Regions from separate parts of the Sus scrofa genome. Here region 2 is linked to region 1. A link is a contact called in public promoter capture Hi-C data. All regions are on one chromosome and are shown on one strand. The core of a region is the stretch at or near the end of the contact, and the rest is flanking DNA. Distances in the headings are between cores, read along the strand shown.

Evidence for each region. Promoter capture Hi-C pulls out the DNA fragments that hold promoters and counts their contacts.
Region 2: a contact with region 1 is called in a promoter capture Hi-C map of fetal liver, with 2.6 times the contacts expected there. The contact joins the promoter of MDM4 here to the enhancer-like site in region 1. A contact is called at or near these places in 3 of 5 promoter capture datasets (fetal liver, fetal skeletal muscle and skeletal muscle), 27 of 47 Hi-C or Micro-C datasets (alveolar macrophages, blood, brain and 13 more) and 2 of 2 datasets of contacts at active chromatin or transcription factors (alveolar macrophages and skeletal muscle).

Annotation. Positions count from the first base shown.
Region 1 is chr9:65,105,314-65,110,400 of Sscrofa11.1, reverse strand. It overlaps PIK3C2B (phosphatidylinositol 4-phosphate 3-kinase C2 domain-containing subunit beta), which reads left to right. Exons shown (of 33, transcript XM_003357389.5): 13 at 3,578-3,745; 14 at 4,295-4,406. Among named protein-coding and RNA genes, the nearest start is that of PPP1R15B, 39 kb to the right of the region's middle. Within about 2 kb of position 2,415, at least 30 of the 83 cell types and tissues checked have an H3K27ac peak or open chromatin away from gene starts, as enhancers often do. A contact at or near this core is called in fetal liver, fetal skeletal muscle, omental adipose tissue and 3 more, where this site is marked.
Region 2 is chr9:65,172,522-65,177,608 of Sscrofa11.1, reverse strand. It overlaps MDM4 (protein Mdm4), which reads right to left and starts at 2,121. Exons shown (of 10, transcript XR_002335784.1): 1 at 1,966-2,121.

The DNA of each region.
Region 1 (5,087 bases), core at 1,166-3,665:
GTGAGAGTGCCTTGGTGGTGACATGGCAGGAGTTCGTGTAACCCGTGCCTTTTCTGTGCTGTTCTCCATCCAGACAGTCAGAAAGCACCTTGTTGGCTCCCTGACGCTTCACTTTGCCAGACTGACATATCCCTGAGTCCTTCTGTAGAGAGCAGAACTGCAACGTTAATATTTGGAGCGCAGGTTAAAAAGCCAAGGATGCTGCAACAGGTGGACGGAGAGTCTGTGGAAATCCAGGAAGGGGTGGGCCATTTTACAGGTGCATAGTGGGGAAAGGCACACTTTTTCTCCTGCCTTCACACTTTTGTGATTCCTAGAGCAATAAAGGTGTAAACAAAAGTCCTATTTTGGCTCAGCAGCTTAAGAACCCAACTAGTATCCATGAGGATGCAGGTTTGATCCCTGGCCTCGCTCAGTGGGTTAAGGAGCTGACATTGCCACAAACTGTGATGTAGGTCCCAGATGTGGCTGTGGTGTAGGCCAGCAGCTGTGGCTTCGATTTGACCTCTCAGAACTTCCATATGCTGTGGGTACACTGGTACAAACAAACAAAACAAAACAATAACCACAAAAAAAACCCCGCCGGGTCAGGAAAGACACCTCCGTGGCAGAGGGTGGCTCCTGAGTTTCACCATCCCCTTGGGCTTCAATTACTACTAGTGCCAAGGGAGGGGTGCTTTACAGTGCTCTGGCCCAGGCAGACCCCACAGTGAGTCTTAGCCCCTTTCCCATGGAGTATCAGAGGTTTGGAAGCAGCCCGGTGTGTCCTCCCGCAGGCTGCCTGCACTGTGGGTCTCACTGGGCTCTCTCTCTGCATCCCTGCTTCTAACCCCATAGGGCTGGTCCCTTACCTGGAGCCTTGCAAAGGGTGTCATCTCAGTGCTGTCCATCCAGATGCCCCATGGGACACCTCTTAGCACCTTCGTGATCCAGACTGAGGCATGCTGGAGAAGGCGCTGCAGTGTAGGGTTCAAAGCACAGGCTTTGGGCGCAGTCATCCTCTCCTCCCTGTAGGCGCAACCTTGGGCAGCTCATTCAACCCAAAATGGGCTTGGTAATAGGGCCTCCCTACAAGGTTGTTTGGGTGCCGCTGGGAGGTTGCAAGTACTTGGTACGATACCTAGGACAAGAGAAATGCTTTCATCTTTATCATTTTCTTAGCTGGGGGAGCCCTCTCAGTTCTGGTTTCTCTCTTCCAAGTGACTGACACAGTGACTGACGTGTGGCAATATTTATGCAGGAAAGTACTATGTGTATAGCCTGGTGCTAAGGTGGTAACCACACTGTCACGTAGCAGAAAGCACACGGTAGATACACACAGCACACAAGTGAAGCTCTGTTCCTCTCCTTGAGGAAACTGAGGCACAGAGGTGTGAGTAATTCTCCAAGGTTGTGAGAGGCAGAACCAGGACTGGGACTGGTGCATCCCAGGAAGCCTGCCTGGAGGAGGGGGCTTCTGTGATGTGCTGTTGAGGAAGGGGCTAGAGGAGGGAGGAGGGGACTTTCTTGGGCAGGGAGGAGGTTCAGGGCCACAGCTCACCTACTGGCTATCCTGACTGACCCCAGGTGAAGGTGCAAGCGGGAGGTTTTAGATATACTTGAGGGCTGAGGAGAAGGGGCCCCTGGCTGCTTCTAGGTGTTACGTTTTCAGTTAGAAAGTTTCTTCCCTCTCTGGAGTTCCCGTCGTGGCACAGTGTTTAATGAATCCGACTAGGAACCATGAGGTTTCAGGTTCGATCCTTGGCCTTGCTCAGTGGGTTAAGGATCCAGCATTGCCGTGAGCTGTGGTGTAGGTCGCAGATGTGGCTCTGATCCCTCGTTGCTATGGCTCTGGCATAGGCCAGCGGCTACAGCTCCGATTCAACCCCTAGCCTGGGAACCTCCATATGCCGCAGGAGCGGCCCTAGGAAAGGCAAAAAGACAAAAAAAAAAGAGAAAGTTTCCTTGCTCTCATTTTCCTCTGGATATGGAGCTGCAAGCCTCTTCTTGAGTGAAAAGAAAGGGACCAGGACCAGCTCCCTCTCCTCTTTGCTCCAGGGTCAGCTGATTCTCTCCCCACTGCAGCGCTGTGCGGATCAGCTAACTCTCAAAATAGGCCCCTCAGCTTCGCTCTGCCACCCTGGCCAAGCCCTGGCCTGGCATGTCGGCTGGCTGCTGAGGGGTCCTAATTATAGCTGAGGGCCCCCAGCGAAGGGGCAGCTGGGACAGAGCAGGGCTCTGCCAGTCTCTGGCGGGAGGGAGGGAGCGTCCCACTCAGGTGGAGGTTCCCTAGGGGAGTGAGGGGCAGCGGTGGGGGAAGGCTGCTTGACCATGAGACTGCTAACCTTGGCCGTGGCCACCCGGCCTCTCTGGCCTCTGGCCTAGAAGCTGCCGGGCCCTGGGCTGGCCAGAGGGTGTGACAGTATGGACTTTGGCCCAGGCACAGCTTCCCCGAAAGGTAATGTGTGTCCTCCCTCTTCCCACAGCTCTGCTCCCCTCTCCACCTCACCCCACCCCAGTTCCTTATTGTGAACTCAGAGGGAGTGGCCCGGGTGTGATTCAGGCCTGGGAGCCTGGGAGCAGCCATCTGGGCCTGGTACTGGTGAGGGCCTCTGCCGCTCGGTTCTTTGGGCCCTGCCAGTTTGCTCTCTCACCAGCTGGGGACGTGGAGGAGTCCCTTCTCTTTATCCCTTTGGCTTTGAAAATGTTTGGGGCTGAGAACAAACCATCTTGTGCCCTGAGTGTGGGATTCCCTAGAAGGGAATGCGGGGTTCCCTAGAAGGGAATGCGTGGTGAGGACAGACAGGTGGGAGGGTGTGGGGGAGGGGAGCCACAGGCAGAGCTCCTGCTGCTGCTTCCTGACTGTTCTGAACAGCAGAAGGGTGGGGAGGGATCCGGGTTGTTTCACGGAAAAGGATTGTCAAAAGCAACTGCTTCTTGGTGACCCTCTGCAGAAATCCGAAAACGAGGGAAGGAGTCTGTCTGACAGTAGGGGACCTGTAGTCACCTCAGCTCTGAGGTGGCTCTGACTGAGTTCTCTCTGGTCACTGGGGGTGGCCTCAAAAATCTCGGGATGGGAGTTCCTGTTGTGGCTCAGTGGTTAACAAATCCGACGAGGAACCATGAGGTTGCGGGTTTGATCCCTGGCCTTGCTCAGTGGGTTAAGGATCTGGTGTGGCCATGAGCTGTGGTGTAGGTTGCAGATGTGGCTCGGATCCCGCTCAGATCCTGCGTTGCTGTGGCTCTGGTGTAGGCTGTCAGCTACAGCTTCCATTCGACCCCTAGCCTGGGAACCTCCATTTGCCGTGGGAGCTGCCCTAAAAAAGGCAAAAAGACCCAAAAAAAAAAAAACAAAAAAAAAACCTCAGGGTGTTTGCTTTGCTGTGCTGAGACCCACCCTGCAAAGACACTGGACCATGTTCGTGGGGGCATCCTGTGGAGGGTTTGCCCGCAGTTTGGGATCTGTCCTGGTCCTGCAGGAAGGCCCCCCGCCAGGGAGCACCTCGGGAGTTCTTAGCTTCAGCTTGACTTCCTGGGTCACCTGCCCCTGGAAGCCACAGAGGTGGCACTTCCTGATGTGGTTTCCTGTCCTCCCTAGGATCTGCTTCCCCGTGCAGGTGAACCGGCTGCCTCGGGAGACCCTGCTGTCTGCCACTCTCTATGCTCTGCCCATCCCCCCGCCCGGGAGCTCCTCAGAGGCCAATAAGCAGCGGCGGGTGCCCGAAGTCCTGGGCTGGGTCACTGCCCCGCTCTTCAACTTCAGGCAGTATGTGAGCCCAGGGCAGCACTTTGGCCTTGAGAGGGAGGAGGGGATGGAGAGAGGGGGCCTGGCTGCTGCTGGACTGGCTGGTGCCGCTCTCAAGGGTTAGCCCAGGAGGGCTTACCAGCCGAGGCTCCCAGCCCTGGTGGAGGGGACCAAGGCACAGGACTGGTGGCCAGGACAACTGATGTAACCAAGAGCTACTGGACAGGACTGGTGGCGCAGGATTGGTGGAAAGGGGCGTGGAAATGCAATACTCGGGTCATGTCATCTGGTCTTGTCCTTGGAAGGACCTTAGAGGTCATCCAGCCCAGCTCTCTACATCATAAAAGGCATCTCTGCCGCCAGACCCTGCAGCCCTAGCTTAGCAAGAAAGGCTTCCTGGAAGGGGTGGGCTTTTATAGGATGTGGCAGCAGGAAAGGTCCATAGTGCAGGGTGGGGAGAAAGAGAGGGGAATTGGGCAGTGGCTTCAAGCAGAAAGGGCAGAATTTTGGATGGGGGGAGCAGGATAGTTGCTGGGTTTGTTGGCTCATCCCAACTTCCATCCTCCTTAGAGTCCTCACCTGTGGCCGGAAGCTCCTGGGCTTATGGCCAGCAACGCAGGAAAACCCCAGTGGCCGATGGAGTGCACCTAATTTCCACCAGCCAGACAGTGTCATCCTGCAGGTGAGGTCCCCGCCTCTCCCACTTATCAGGACCACTCCAGAGTCCCCTCCAAGTTTCCGCCTTGAGGGCTGGGCAGAGGCAGTAGGAGAAAGTGTGGAACTTGGGCGTGGGGTGATGTGACTTCAGCAGCTGGTGAGAGCCAGAGTGGGTGGGGGTGTTGGGTGGAATTTATGTCCCATCTCCTGGAAGTAAACTGATTTCAAGAAGTCCGCGGGCAGGGTCTGAGACCCTTGCCATCCAGGGCTCAGCTCCTCAGAGTCCCTTGTATGAACCCTCATGACACTAATCTGAGCTGTCCCCTCTTGGGGCCCGTGAGGGAGCCTTCCCTACAGCCACTCAGTGTTCTCTGGGGAGAGGAGGCTGAGTTGGTCAGGTCCAAGGTATAGTTATAGTTTCTGGCTCCCCTTTCTTGTGGTCATGAGCTGATATTCCATATGGAAAATGGAATATTAATGTGGATATAGAGTGATACAGAATGAAAATTCTAAGAGGCAGGAGGAGTTCCCATTTTGGCTCAGTGCTTTAAGAACCCAACTAGTATCTATGAGGATGCGGGTTTGATCTCAGGCCTTGCTCAGTGGGTTAAGGATCTGGTGTTACATGAGCTGTGGTGTAGGTTGCAGACGTGGCTTGAATCCTACATCAATGAGGCTGTGGCGTAGATTAGCAGCCATAGCTCTG
Region 2 (5,087 bases), core at 872-3,371, 68 kb before region 1:
GCCCTTTAAAGCACTTTATATTCAATAACTCAGTTAACCCTAGCAGAGATCCTATAACGTAAGAATATTATTGTCCTCATTTTCAGAAGAGTGAATTGAAGCAGGGAAGATAATTTATCCAAAATCCCAGTCTTAAGAGTCCAAGCACTCTGTCCGCAGAGCCAGAGCTCTTAAGTATTACCCCTCCTATGTGTTCTGGGTCACAATATAAAATTTATTTTTTTGCTAGGAGTCATGGTTAAAAAGTTTGAAAGCCACTGCCTTAGCACCTTCTCCTCTTCTGTGCTCTATTTTCCATTCCTGAAAATTCTTACTCATTCTTCTACTTAGGTCAAAAGTTACTTCCTTGGTCAAGGCTTTTCTGACTCCCAGAGCATCTCTATTAAAACATTCACCACACTATATTTATGTTTTTATGTGTGTTCCCTACTGCACTGAAATCATAAGAGAGTACACTCTTACTGATGACAGAAGAGTGGTTTTTACCCTAAGAATCCAAGACTCTTACACCTCATCTTCAAATCTCTACCTTTGAATTCAACTGTGATTTGAAGACTCATTAAAATAAAAACCTGTCAGAAATCAGCAGGCATAATCATTCTTTTCTAGTCTTTAAAGCCTTAAATACTGCTGTCTGATTCCCTTTCAACTAATTACATAAAAGTAATAAAACTAACTTTCTAAAAAAGAAATTATTCAGATGTTGTTTTAGCTCTTACCAGGTCTGTTACACACCTAAAAAGGCGAAGCGTGTGTGTAGCAAGAGTCTGCAAAACAAAAACTATGCTGGGAGACACCCTAAAAATCCATCAATGGGGAACTGGTTAATGAAATTTTTGTACAACCCTATTAGGCGGGACTATACCAAAAGAAGCATTACATGTATACTTTAGGGACAGCTGTCCCAGATGTTGTTATTTGAAAAACTATAAGATGCAGAGCAATACATACAAAATGAGTCTACTATGGTTTAAAAATGTGAATAAGTGCGGAAAAAGCGAGGATGGACATGATAGCAAGTAGTTAAGGGTAGCTGGCTTGAGGAGGGGAAAGGTTAGGGACAAGTTTACTTCAGTACTGTGTGTTTCTTGTTTTTAACAACCGGCAAGTATATTATAGGTTTTTTTTTTTTAATTATACAATAAAACGTTGTGATCCTGACTGTACTGTTACTTCTAAAGTAAATTAACTTTTCATAGCAGGAATGTAGGAGAAGGGAGGGGTCTAAACCTACACTGAGATGTAGTAATACCTGATACCAAAGAGTACCAAGTATCTTTGATACTTTCTCCAGGTGCCAATATCCCCAGGCATGAAGGAGCTTCCCAAATAAAAGATCTTTCCAGTTAAAGAAAAAGAGCAGCAGCACTTTCCCCGGGTGTGGTTTTAAAACGGCGGTTTTCAAACTTGAGGGTGTACAAGAATAAACTGGGAAACGTGCTGAGGAAATACATATTCCCGACCCCATCTCCTGGTCATTCTGCTTGGGGAAGCCTGAGTGCGGGCCTCAAACGAGCATTCTTCAAGCAAGCACTCAGCACAACTGAGACAGATAGTCGGCAGCCTTGAAAACCACTACCTTAAAATCTTGAAGACACCTCAATGTCATTCTCTCCTCCTCCCTCCCACCTTTCCTCCTAGGTGCCTCGGTTGTTTTCAAATTTTGCGTCAATGTATTTCGATTTTAGGTTTGTAACCTGTCGGCCGATCTGCTTCACGTCACTCCACCTCCATTTTTATCCTCCGCGAATCCTCATCATATAACCCTTCCCTATCAGCCCAGCCCTTCTTCCGCCCAGTGGGACCGTCCCCACGCCGCCACCCACGCTCCTAGCTCCTCCCGCCCGTAACCCCCCCACCCCACCCCGGGGCCTGCAGAACTGGCCGCGCCGCGCCCGCTCCCCACTCTCCAGTCCCCTACCTCCCGCCTCCCGGCACCCCGCGGACGAAACCCTAGAGCCACACCTTACGGCTGCTCCATGAGTTGCTCCCCCGCCGAGTCCGAGGTGGGGGAGGGGGCGCCAGTCACAGGCCCTAAGGCCTCGGCAGCATTTTGAAAAGGCAAGTAATGAGGCCGCAACTTCCGGCCTCCCAACCCATCTCGCGTAAGAGCTTCCGGTGAGGCCTCCGGAAACCATAGATGGACCAACTGGAGGGCTAGAGAGCTAGAAGGCTGGGCCACCTCTACCATAGAGTAGATCCCCAGGCGGAGGAAAGAGAGCCTCAGGACCTGGACAGTTAAAGAGTTGTGAGGTTTCAAGAGAGAGCAATTGAGGAAGTTGCAAGCGCTTTTCCTGTTTCCAAACACATAGTGGGAGTTTAAGAGAAATTTTAAAAATTAAAAAAAACTGGGAGCGGAGAAAGCCGGAAGCATAATCAGAGGCCACCTTTTCAGCTCTTCAGAAAAATGCCAGACTTTGTATTCTTCAGTGTTAAGTTATTCACCTTCCCAGAGGTGGCTGCAGGGAGGAAACAGCTCCCCAGTGTTGTCGCTAATCGGGGAAAGATAGGACTAGTATATAAACGAATCACTAGAAGGTACGTGATAAATGTTAAAAGAGAGGTGCAAAGCACAATGAGGTCATCTAACCTAACCTCTCCCAATACGTTCAATAAACCTCTCAGGCAGGCTGTCTCCAACCTCTGCCAGTGCCAAATGGCACCGCCTTCCCCAACCCCCCATATGTCATTTTGTTTATTTTAGGATGATTTCAGATGTTAGAGGAATTTCCGAGCTGAAATATTTTGCCATTTCTGCTGGTTTCAGTTCTGCACTTTGGGGAAGAGTAAGCCTTCACTCTTTCCAATATAAGTACTATTGCGGTTTTCTGCAGACAGCTACCATGTCTCGTCTCAAACCCTCTCTTTGGTTTTTCTGCAGGCTAAAAGTCGCATCATAACTTTGATCTATTCCCTTGCAGTGGCTTCAAGCCCCCTTGCCACCCTTCTGAACAAGCACCTGCTTGTCCTATTTCAAATGTGGCTCCCAGAACCAGATACACAACCAATGCAAAGTAAAGTGGGGCAATTACCTCCCTTAATTTGCACATTGCACCTTACTCTATCTCTGACTTAGGTGGGAGATCCAGAGTTCTGTAAATGAGCTGAAGCATTAATTCCTTTTTTCACAGTTGCTCCCAGAGAGCTTGAAGTCAGCAACCACCCCCCCAAAAATAGTGCTTTTTTAAGTGAACCACTGTCAACTATTTCTCCTCTCTTTTTCTGTAATTAATTTTAATTTTTAAGACGTTCCCAAATAGGAGTTTGTTTTGTATCTTTTGAATGGTATCTGGTTGGTTTAGGTCCCTTCCTACCGCTCTCCAGGACCCGTGGAATTATGATCCTGCCATGCAATTCAGTTTAAGATCAACAAACATTTGTTGAACAGCTACTGTGTGCCAAGCACCCTAGAGGATTCTAATACAAGTGGAATCTGGAATCTGTCTAGAGGAGGAGTCGGACCATGCTGGTAAAGAGAACGTGGCCAGTGAAATAATGCACTGCAGTTAGCCTTGCCTGGTGAGTCAAGAGAGATTACCGTCGTGGCGCAGTGGTTAACGAATCCGACTAGGAACCATGAGGTTGTGGGTTCGATCCCTGCCCTTGCTCAGTGGGTTAAGGATCCAGGCATTGCCATGAGCTGTGGTGTAAGTCGCAGACGCGGCTCGGATCCCGCGTTGCTGTGGCTCTGGCGTAGGCTGGCAGCTACCTCTCCGATTCGACCCCTAGCCTGGGAACCTCCATATGCCATGGGAGCAGCCCAAGAAATGGCAAAAAAGACAAAAAAAAAAAAAAAAAAAAGAGAGATTAGCTCTTTCACTTTTGCATTTTGCAAATTATTGATTAACACATCTATCTTATCATTTAAAGCCTTGATAAATATATGTAATAGGGCATGATTTGGAATAGAGCTTTTCCCCTCATGGTTGATTGGGATTCATGATAAATGATTCTTCTTCTAGTGCTGTTCTTAAATCAATGATCCCAACTAATAGAGGTCAATATCTGGCAACAGTTCTCTGGCCTTTCCCAAGGAATTCATAAAACGTCAAGAAATGACATGGTATAGTGAAAATAAACCATAACTATGGTATTTCTTCTACCCGTCAAGTAATTTTGCCAAAAAAGAAAATGAAATGGGCTTAACAAGCTCATAACTCAAGCTCAGTGATCACGACTTCCTTCTCTAAGAACTCTGCTCGCAAACCACTTATTTAATAAAGAAACAGGAAATCTGGGTGTAGTCTAGCTATTCTAGAAACCAGAAAGTTCCACAGGTCTTCAGTTTCCCAATCTATAAAACGTAAAATGGCTGAATCAGATGACTTAAGGCCCATTGCAGCTCTCAAGCAATTAGAAGCCAATGTTACTGGTCTATAGCTTTTCATAAAACTTACATAGAACTACTTCAGACATTCAAAAAAGTGTAATGAAAAATACCCCCTTTTCCCTGGCACTTTTCCTACACTACTTCAGACATTCAAAAAAGTGTAATGAAAAATACCCCCTTTTCCCTGGCACTTTTCCTACACAAAAAGTTTCCTATGGTCCCTTCTCCTATGGCATCTCCCTCCTTTAACTGCAGAGGGAACCATTGTCCTGAGTTTGCTATTTACCCCTGCCATGCATTTCTTTAGACTTTTAGAATTTATGTATGAATGTATTCTTTTTTTTTTTTTTTTTTGTATCTTTGCCTTTTCTAGGGCCACTCCTGCGGCATATGGAGGTTCCCAGGCTAGGGGTATAATCAGAGCTGCAGCCGCCAGCCTATGCCCAAGCCACAGCAACTTGGGATCTGAGCTGCCTCTGCGACCTACACCACAGTTCACGGCAACGCCGGATCCTTAACCCACTGAGCGAGGCCAGGGATTGAACCGACAACCTCATCGTTCCTAGTTGGATTCATTAACCACTGCGCCACGACAGGAACTCCTATGTGTTCTTTTCAAATACTTCACACTTAAAAATTTTTTTTTTTTTTTTTTTTTTGTCTTTTTGCTATTTCTTTGGGCCGCTCCCGCGGCATATGGAGGTTCCCAGGCTAGGGGTCGAATCGGAGCTGTTGCCACCGGCCTACGCCAGAGCCA